2 separate regions of the Mus musculus genome follow, and region 1 is linked to region 2. Evidence: chromatin contacts called from public Hi-C data. All regions are on one chromosome and are shown on one strand. Each heading gives the region's core, a stretch centred on a gene start, on an enhancer-like site or on the middle of the called end of the contact. The rest is flanking DNA. Distances are from core to core; before and after follow the strand shown. Region 1 overlaps Fstl4 (follistatin-like 4). Region 2 overlaps Fstl4 (follistatin-like 4).

The links. A called contact is a pair of places that touch in the nucleus more often than the background predicts.
Region 1: a Hi-C map of the N1E-115 cell line shows a contact between it and region 2, with 2.2 times the contacts expected there. The contact joins two enhancer-like sites. A contact is called at or near these places in 3 of 484 Hi-C or Micro-C datasets (the N1E-115 cell line, embryonic stem cells and nephron progenitors).

What each region holds. Positions count from the first base shown.
Region 1 is chr11:53,133,499-53,138,777 of GRCm38.p6, forward strand. Fstl4 (follistatin-like 4) reads left to right here. Exons shown (of 16, transcript NM_177059.3): 7 at 529-695. Among named protein-coding and RNA genes, the nearest start is that of Gm11186, 16 kb to the left of the region's middle. Within about 2 kb of position 2,978, at least 2 of the 459 cell types and tissues checked have an H3K27ac peak or open chromatin away from gene starts, as enhancers often do. A contact at or near this core is called in the N1E-115 cell line, where this site is marked.
Region 2 is chr11:52,878,889-52,883,750 of GRCm38.p6, forward strand. The region is part of intron 3 of Fstl4 (follistatin-like 4); the gene reads left to right. Among named protein-coding and RNA genes, the nearest start is that of Fstl4, 120 kb to the left of the region's middle. Within about 2 kb of position 1,308, at least 6 of the 459 cell types and tissues checked have an H3K27ac peak or open chromatin away from gene starts, as enhancers often do. A contact at or near this core is called in the N1E-115 cell line, where this site is marked.

The DNA of each region.
Region 1 (5,279 bases), core at 1,728-4,227, 260 kb after region 2:
AAATCCAAATCCAAGCTCAGTGAATCTTCAGACAGAAACAGACTTTCAAAGGTCAGCCAGTTCGTTCTCCAGACCTCAGACAGCGCAACCTTTAAAGCTACCCCCAGATGGACGACATACCTGTCGGCTCACCAACAGACCTTGACCGTACCTAGCAGGTTCCAACTTCATTAAGCCAGAGCCCTCCAGGCAGCATATCCCACAACTGGCTGTGTGATTTCTCTGCTGGGTGTACCTTATGGGCCCTGGCAACCAGTGTTTTCAAGTCCACTCACGAACCTGTGGCCCAGATGTTCCAGGTTCCTGACTGGCTTTGACACATGGGACCTTTCTGATATTAGACATCATTATAACTGATCACCCAGTGAGGATGTCTATCAGTGTATTTAACTGTCACATTATAACCCATTTCTGGGGGACCCAAAGCTTCCTTTGGCCCTGCCCTTGAGTGAATCCATAACTGTTTACCTAGAGTTGGGATTTGACCTCTATGTCTGCCTCTGACCACTCTCTCCTGTCCCTCTACAGAGGTGATTCAGCTAAGCCTCGCCCCTGAGGACAAGGTCAGTGTGACTACCGTGACCGTGGGCCTGAGCACAGTGCTGACCTGTGCTATTCGTGGAGACCTGAGGCCACCAATCATCTGGAAACGCAACGGGCTCACTCTGAGCTTCCTAGGCCTGGAAGACATCAATGTAAGTCACCGAGTGCCCGAGTATGTCCTGGGGATGCCAACTTGTGGGGCACCATGTGGCAGTAGTGGCAGAGGGCTTTCTTTTATTAGGTCCATACTCAGCCTGACAGCTTTAGAGGATCCGAGTCCCTGAATGAAAAGGATGTGATGAATGACAGTTACCATCCTGATGATAGTCATGTCTAGTCACAGGGGATATTGACTGGGAGGCACATGGCCAGGGCAGGTGGCACCTGGCCCGGGCCCTGTTTTACCAAAGGCCCTAAGCCTGGTATCTGGAGAGGAATATTCTGTATGAGCATACTCTCATCCCTCACAGGGATGGGTCATAAGCTGCCAGAGAGCACAGCCAGGCAGAAGGCTTCAGAGCCAGAGAGAGATGTAGTTGCAAGGAGGGGACTCCCTCTCTCTACTAGATGGGCAGAAGGGTGGTCCCTATAGAAGGCAAAAGTGAGCAGGGTGACTGGCTGAAGGGAAGGTATGTGACAGATGAGGTGGGAGGTGACAAGTGAGGCCAGAGGAGGCTTGCTTTGAGGATCTTCTTCGTGGGGTAAGTACATGCAGATTCAAAGTCCTTCAAGCTACCTCTCTTCCCCAGACAGACATGTAGGTTATTCAGTCACGAGTAGCCCTGGCTTAGCATGGAACCAATCACAGTGTCCAAAGGCATTTACAAACTGATGCCAACTTCGAGAGCTTCTGTACATATAAACCCATACACCCAACATACACACACATGCACACATATGCACACATATACACATACCACACACAGGCACACAGAGACATACACACATCACTACATGACACACACAAAACCCATACAGCATGCACACATACACCACACACACAACACAACACAACACAACACAACACAGAACACACCATACATACTCACATACACATTCCTCATCAGAAGAGAGCAGGTGGGTGAGTTTACATAGCCTGATACTGGTGTGACCAATAGGAATACTTCTGCACCCTGAAGAGCCAGTGCTTTGTGATTTTGAGGAATCCCTGGGCCTGCTGATCCCTGGTAAATGTATCTCTAAGAAAGCAACCTGGGAAGCCCCTCCCTTCCACTGAACTTCAAGAAGGTGAACTTCAAGAAGATCTAATATATCAAATGGTCTAGCTTTGGCAGAGGGTTGATGTGGCGGCCCAGACATCAGCAATGCTACCCATGTTGGGGAGATGCTGGGGTAGCTGTGGGTCTTGGGCTAAAATAAGAGGAGTACAGTTTTCAAGCAGAGGAGACTGCCCTGGTCTTCTTGACTCAAGACAGAACAGTGGGTCCACAATAGGATGCTTGTGTCAGAAAAGGAAGACTCACGGGATGAATGGTCAGATCTATAAGGAAGTAGAATGGGGGTGGGGAAGAGAGGGACCTGACCTGAACCATGTGACCACAAAGGAGACTGATCTGAGCTCATGAGATGGTTTGCCATTGCTGCCATTGAGCCTGTCTCATGGCAGAGTAAGCCTCCTATCCCTGGGGACATGCAAACACAAGCAGAGACTGTGGTCAATGGTGCAGCCAGCCTCAAGATGTCAGCTAAACCCATGATCTGAAGATCCTTCAGTGCTGAGTCTATCATGGTGTAAGAGGTGCAGCCCAAAGAATAGGTGCCATTAGAGTGGAGAGTCAAGACTCTGGGCCCCTCTGGGTAGAACCTGCAGCTCATAGGAGAAACAGCTAGAAAAGGGTGACCACTCTGGAGTTTCTAAGCTGGCAGATCCGGCTAAGGAATGTCCTCAACCATCTTGTCACACAGGCAGGGTTATTTCCCTGAGGTTTCCCCTATGTGATGAGGACAGCCAGTATCCTCTCTCCTCCATCTCTGAGTGTCGGTGAAGCACTGCCCTGGTGGGTGCCTGGTAGACACTCAATGAGTAGAATCCTTGATCCCTTCATTCTCTGGATCCAAGATGGCGAGGCTTTGCCTGAGATCATAGCAAGAAAATTCAGTGTCTCGTGTGTGTGTGTGTGTGTGTGTTGGGTATGTGAGCTTGTGTATACAGCACCTCTCATAATTAGCATCCATTCACAAATGACTTTGGCCACTGTGACTGTCTCCTCCTCGCTAGGCCGGGGCCACTGGTGACTGAGTAACCTCCCGAGCATTGCTTGGTGCTCTATTTAAACACATCAGAAATAAAAGCAGAGGCAAACGCTCCTTAGTGCACTTGCCGTCAGTTAATTAAATTACTCAAACATGCCTCCAGCACCAACTCGATTGCATTTCTCCTTTTCAAATCAGGTTAGCAATTTGGATAATTGTGGGTGCAACCAGAGATTAATGGTCCCTCGTTACCTCCCCAGAAACACTTGCTCATGGTTGAGTAGGTAGCCTGCAAACAGGCGGCACCTGCTCCACGGGGGTCCTCACTACATGCAAGCGCACTCACACAATGCCCACGGTGGTTGCCTCCTCTACATCAGGGAGAGGGGAGCATCACCCGCTAATGAAGAACGTAGGCCGTGGGTTCGAAGGGACCTAGGTTTGAGTCTCAGCTTATCACTTAATTGAGTGACCTTGTAAAGGGCCCCTGACCTTTGTTAAGTCTCAATGTTCCTCATCTGTGATATGGAGCTAAATGAGAGATGGTACTTCCCTTATAGATTTACAGAGACGAGATGCATGGAATGTTCTCAGCAGAGACTACTCTATGAACATCATTATCACCTTCATTTTCATTATTCATTATTATTAATAATAACATTATTAATATTAAGTTGACCATGTGTGGAAAACACCCAGATCAGTACCTGATACCCAGAAGGGTTGGCAGCAGCCTCCCCCTCCCTCCCAGGAGAAGAAGGAGGGGAGGAACCAAAGTCAGGCCAAAGGGAGCAACAGCCAGATCCTTAGAAAGCCTGGGGCATTTATGAAACAAGAGTTGGCCAGGGGAGAACAGCCAGCGAGGACCAAAGACTCTAAGGTTCTCAGGGTTTTCTGAGCCTCTCAGCCATCTATCTCAGCATTCACTGCCCCCGCCCTGTGAGTGCTGAAATACAATCAACCGAGTTATGATTAATGCCTGGTACCCAACATGGCTTCCAACCAAGGGAGCGGATCAGCCTTCCAAACCCGAGGCAGGGAGATTAGAAGACACAAAAGGGTGTGGGGCTCCTTCCTTTGTCATTTGTATGAGACATCTTGATTGGCAAGAAAATATTAATCACTTTTCCACTATTCTCTTAATGAGACGCTTTCATGGGCAACAAAATATTAATTTGTCTTGTCTTATCTGTTAAGGATTCTGTTAATGAATTCAGTCACAGAGCTATTAGAGAATGCCATCCTAATGACACATGTAATTAAACTTTTCTGACTTGCAAACATCAAAGATGCCTTGCGCATCAGAATAATATTTGATCAGAAAGTCAATGCTCCTCTCTAGCCTGGAGGCGAGCGATGAGCCGCCTGTGTTCTGCAGAGAGCACCGCACCCTGCTTGCCAGTCATCATTTTAGCATTGATTTGCTTACAAAGTGCCAGTGAGCCGCAAAAGCCCCGTGCTGGGGCCCTGAGCAGAGCAAAGATGCTGTCCCCAGCACACTGGGAGGGTCAGGACTTCTATGAACACCTGTTGGAAGGGCTGCAGAAAGGAACGGCCCTGAATGGAGCTTCCTGCAACCAGGAAAAGCAAGAGAGAGCAGTAGAAAGGCCCCAGCTGTGGAGAGACCCCCACAAGGCCTGGAATGTTAATGTTAGCAGCCTTTGCTGTTTCCCCATAGACTCAGGGGAGCTACTGGGTTTTGGCCACAGAGTAATGTGACCAAATGCAGCCGTTTCACAGGACCAGAGACTTTCCAACCTAAACTTGAACGTGTCTCCAAGAAGAGTCCCAGGTAACCCAAGAAGGGACCCAGAACAAGCGGGAGGCCCATGGCTGATCTCGGGTCTTTCCTCCTCTCTAAGTTCACCCAGGACACATTCAGAGTGGCTACCGTGGTTCCTGCTCAAGGTTCTCCTCCATGTGGCTACGGCTCCATTGATAGGACTTTCACCTTGTCAGAAAGTCCCACCTGGACCCTTCAGGGCCTCTGCTGAAGTACTGCCCACACCAGTACCTCATATGCATATAGCTTCACCCCAAGCAGCTTATAAGAGCAGACAACCCCAAAAGAAGGCACGCCACACCCTGAAGAAGCAGCAGGGCTGAGTGCCAGCCACAGCAGCCCTTGCAAGAGGATCCCAGGTTACAATGTGCCTCCCTCTCGAAGAGGAAGTGATGGTTTCCACTCCAACCCAAGGTCCCTGGAGCCGATGACATTTGGCCTGCACTTGAGTTACTTCCAGACCACCTATTGGTTTCTTTACTGAAACAGCTATCTTTCTCCTGTGTCTCAGATCTGGCCCCGAGCTCCACTCACCTCAACCCTCGGGGACCTACGGCTACTGTCACTGACCCAGAAGCTGTCTTCTGCAGTCAGGCTGCCCCAGAGAGTGTGTTCACACTAACTGTCTGGGAGAGGAAGAAGAGGAGACCTTGATCCCCACACCCACTCCCACATCCACCCCCACCACCAGCCCATGCCATGATGCCCCCACAGGCTATCCCACTGTGAACATCAGAAG
Region 2 (4,862 bases), core at 58-2,557:
TGTCTGCCTGCAGGAACCTGCTGCCGCCACAGGTGTGCTGGGAGGACACATGTGTCCAGTGAGCGACCTGCTGGTCACTGTGGAATGAAGGCAGGACAGATTCGTCTGTTCCTTAGCCTCGATGTGATGCCTCACATAATACTCTTTTTTTTTCTGATTATAAAGACAAAACCCTTTCTTATAAAAAACTGAATTCATAACTTCATAGACAGAGGAAGACAGAACTAGTTGTGGGACAGTGAAGATGGCTTAGTGGATAAAAATGCTACCATGCAAGTGTGAGATCCTGAGTTTGAATCCCCAGAACCTATGAAAAAGCCAAGCACACAGCGTGAGCTTCTGTAATCCCCACACTTCTATGGGGAGATGGGAGGCAGAAACAGGTGCGTCCCTGAAAGTGCCTGAGCCAGCTGGCCTGGAGTGTGAGGCAGAAAACAAGGGGACCCTGTCTTAACCAGAGGGATGGCAAGTTCTGACACCTTGCTTGTCCTCTGACCTCCATACAAATGCTATGGCATGTAGTCCCATCCATACGTATGAATACACACACACACACACACACACACACACACACACCCTCTCCTCCCTCTTGTCTTTTCCTTGGTATCCCATCAACAAGACTTAGTGTTTGTTGCCGTTCTATCTGTCCCCGGCCTAGTCTAATAAACATTTATATTGTTTCCACAACTGAAATCTTTCTGTATATTTCCATCTGACTTCAGGTTTTGTACTTAATTCTATATTTCTTATGTGACCTCTGCAGAGAAAAGTCATCGTAGCACCACAACAAAGCAACAGCTTGGCTTACAGTGCCATGCCCTCTTTCAATCCAAGAGAAGGGGATCCCACTCAGTGGCTAAGGGCATTTGCTAGACTTGGTTTCCAGCTTCCACAGGCCAGTTCACAACTGCCTGTAACTCTGGTTTTAGAGGAGCTGATGCCCTCTTCTGATATCCATAGATGTTGTACACATATGATACACATGCATGCACTCAGGCACATACATAAACTATATATACATATATATGTACATATATATATATAATATATTTTTTTCAGAGAGGGGGTAGGCATTAAATTATTCTATAAATGAGTGATTATAATTGGGATAAGAGCTGTGAAGCAGATGAACAGGGGGTCCTGGGCACCCAATAGTCTTAGGAAATCAGAAAGATTCTTAGCTATTAATGCTCAGGGCTGAAAGCTGAGGCCTGGCTGACCAGGCAGAGCCCTGGAGAAGAGCAGCAGGGGAGTTGGCCAAGAGCTCAGGCAGGAGGAAGTGGAAAGGAAAAGCCAACCGCACAGGCAGGAGGAGGAAATATCTGAAACAAGGTAACACAGGAGATGTGGCAAGGACTGCATGAGTGGCTATGGTCTAGGATAGGGGGCTTCGAATGAGAGAATTGACAAGCAGGTTTCAATCATGGATATGGCTGGAAAGAGTAGGTGTGCAGTTCTGTGTGGTCATTCTATTGTACAGAATAGGGATAGATGAGTGGCTATGAGGAGCTGAGTCAGGAGGCCACCACTATAATCTAGATGACCCATTCTGGAGGATTGGGATAAGATAGATGGAGAACTGCCGGTCAGTATCTATGCTCTTCTGTGTTTGAGGAGCACGCTGTTGAACCCCAGTGCCTCACTGGCAATGGGGAAAGGAAAAGAAAAAGCCACACTGGAGCTGTGTCCTAGATTCCTACCGTTTGCCTTTGGACAGAAGCACCAGATGCTGAAATAGGGAGACATGGGAGGACCAGGTCTTCAGAGGCCAAGGGATGATGGGGGCTGAGTTGGATGTGGAGTTGGAGAGAAGATGTCTTGTCTTTGCAGACTGAAATGAAGCATGTATTCTGGGTGAAAGGTTGAGAGTTTGAGATCAGCAAGCAGACATCAGAAGAAGTAACAAGTGATTGAATCGGTCTGGGCTGAGGTGGTCTAGGGAGGCAGCACCTCTGTACTTTGGGAGGGGGAGGTAGGATGTGTCTTGGCTGCCCCTCCTCGTGTCTATCCATCCGGGCTCATCTGAAGTCAACTGTTGGTGACAGCTCTCGCCATTTAGCTTTGTGCTGCAGCCAGCACCTGCTGGCTCACGGGTGCTTACTGCCCCCCATCTTTGGGAATTTTCTGAGCCTGTTGTTTGCATGTGGCCATGCCAGGAGCCATTCACACATGGTCACTGGCAAGTGCTATGAATCGGGGCTTTGAAAATGACCTGTTCCTTTTCACAGATAACAGATTGTTAAATATTTACCCGCATGCTGTTGTCTGTGACCAACCTCTGTATTTGTTTCTGGTGTCGGGTGTGGTTTCCTTTCCCTGGGAACCGTGAGAGGCAGTTATCCGTGATCGTTTTGATTTATGTCTTGAAATTATCTGATTTGCTTTTAAATCATCAGCCCTTCAGGGTAAAGAGATCCTTGAGTCATGGACCTGTCTTCGTCTCAGCGTGGGCTCTCTGTGCCCTGCAGACAGATGACTACACACTTGGGGACCTAGCACAAACGTGGGCTCTTGAAGCTGCTCTAGTTTAATAAGTGTCTTGGCCAGTTCAGTGCTGTTCTTGGCTTAGGCATCCGTGGGCTCTTTCTCGAGGTTCAAGGGGCAAGCTCACCTCTGTGCCCTACTGCCGAGTGCTGACTGATTTCAGCCTCTCATGACAACAGGACTAAAGTCCCCAATTTTTTTGCTGGCTGATAGAGCTGCTATAGAGCTGCTATATTCCTTAACATCCCAATGTCTTCTGCCACATGCCCCGCAGAGATACTGATCTCTCTGTTCCTCTCTGCCCCTAGCTGGAGAAGGCCCCGAACAATTTCCTTGTCTGGTCCCGTACCTGCAGTAGTGTCCTGGGCCTGCCCTAAGCTTAGAGCATTGATGGCTACTTTTCCATAGTACTATAGGCTAAAGGCCAAAACTGAGTGTTCTCTCCAGAGCATCTGTCTAGGGGTCTTCCTCTTCTTCTTCCTCTCCCCAGGACGGAGTGTTTCTGGGTTGTGGCAACATCATTCCAGTGACTGCCTCTGTCTTGAATGCAGTTGTCCCTTTGTATTCTCTCTCCCTTTCTGAGCCCACATCTCCCACTGCTTACATGGGCCCACCCTGATGACATCACCTTCCCTAATGCTATGGTCAGAGCTTAACTTTCTCACAATGTCATCCCCTGTGGTAAAGGCATACAGTCATGTTTAGTTCTGATTACCAACTTGACACAGCCTGCAATCACACGGGAAGAGAGTCAAATAAAGGGTTGTCTAGATTAGACTGTCTATGGGCATATCTGCGGGGATGGTCCTGAGTGCCTTCATTGATATGGGAAGACCCAGCCTGAAAGTAGGCAGCATCGTTTCCTGGACCATATGAAGGGCATCGGATGAGCTGAGCGCTGAGCTTGCATGCATTCGTCCCTCCCTGCTCCTGACTATGGATGTGATGTCAGCAGCTGCCTCAAGCTCCCGCCACCTTGGTGTCCCTGCTATGACAGAATATAACCAAGAGCTGTGGGTAGAAATAGACCTTTCTCCCTTCAGTTGATTTTGTCAAGATAGTTTATCCCAGCAACAGAAAGTCCACCAGCCTGTGGTCTTAGTCAGGGCCCAGTGGGAGGAAGTTAGGATGTAGACTCCTTCCTCTTGTTGCTACCATGTCACCAAGAGGTAATGTATTTTTCTCTCTACTTCATTCTCCCTGGTCATGGACCCAGAGCAGTATGGCTACATGAGCAACGACTAAAACCTGTGACCAATAAACTCAAACAAACGCCTCTTCCTTATAAGTTGCTTATCTCAGGGATTTTTGTCCCAGGAAGGGATTGTCTCAATATCTGCAATACTAAGATTCTATTTCCAAATAAAGTCACATTAGCAGCTGGATAACTTCTCAGCATATCTATCTTTATGAAAACTACAAAGCCCCTCCTAGCCATGCTACATAACAGTTTAATCACAGGAACGGTGTTGGTGATGACAAATGTCGATTGTCACCTTGACAAGATTTGGAGTTGCCTAGGAGACACACCTCCAGGACTGTCTCGAAGGGAGTTTCCAGAGAGGCTTCACTGAGGAAGGAAGAGCCACCCTGAATATGAGCAGTACCGCTAAGTGGCCTGGAGTCACAGATCCCAGGCTGACTAAAATGGGAACCGGGAGCTGAGCAGCAACATCGCCCCTTTCTCCTTCCTGTGTCCTGACTATGGACTCAGGTGGCCAGCACACTCCATGCTCCTCAAGGCCTTTTCTGCCAGGATTGACCAACACATCCTCAAACAGTGAGCCAGCTCTCCTAAGTTGCTTTTCTCACATTTTCTGTCATGACAACAAGAACATTAATGAGTTCAGTATCTCATTATATTCAAAGGTCCCAAGAATGTGGGTGTGCAGTCCTGAGGGAGCAGTATCTCCAGTAGAATTCTACCTATGTGGGTTTTTAAAAAATTATTAATCATTTGTTTACATTTCAAGTGTTATTATCCTCCTTCCCACTCTCCCCTCCTCAACCTCCTCACCCCGTCCTCCTTCCCTTTGCCTCTAAGTGTGTGTTCCCTCCCCCATCCACCCACTTTTGCGTTACCCCTCTAGCATTGCCCTTCTCTGGGGCATCAAGCCTCCACAGGATCAAGGGCCTCCCCTCCCACTGATGCCAGATTAGGCAGTCCTCTGCTACATATGTAGCAGGAGGGGTCCGGTTAGTTGATACTGTTGTTCTCCCTGTGAGGTTGCAATCTCCTTCAGCTCCTTCAGCCCTCCCCCTAACTTGTCCATTGGGGTCCTAGTGGTTGGCTGTATCTGCATCAGTCTGAGTCAGGTGCTGGCAGAGCCTGCCAGAGGACAGCCATGCCAGGCTCCTGACTGCAAGCACATCTTGGC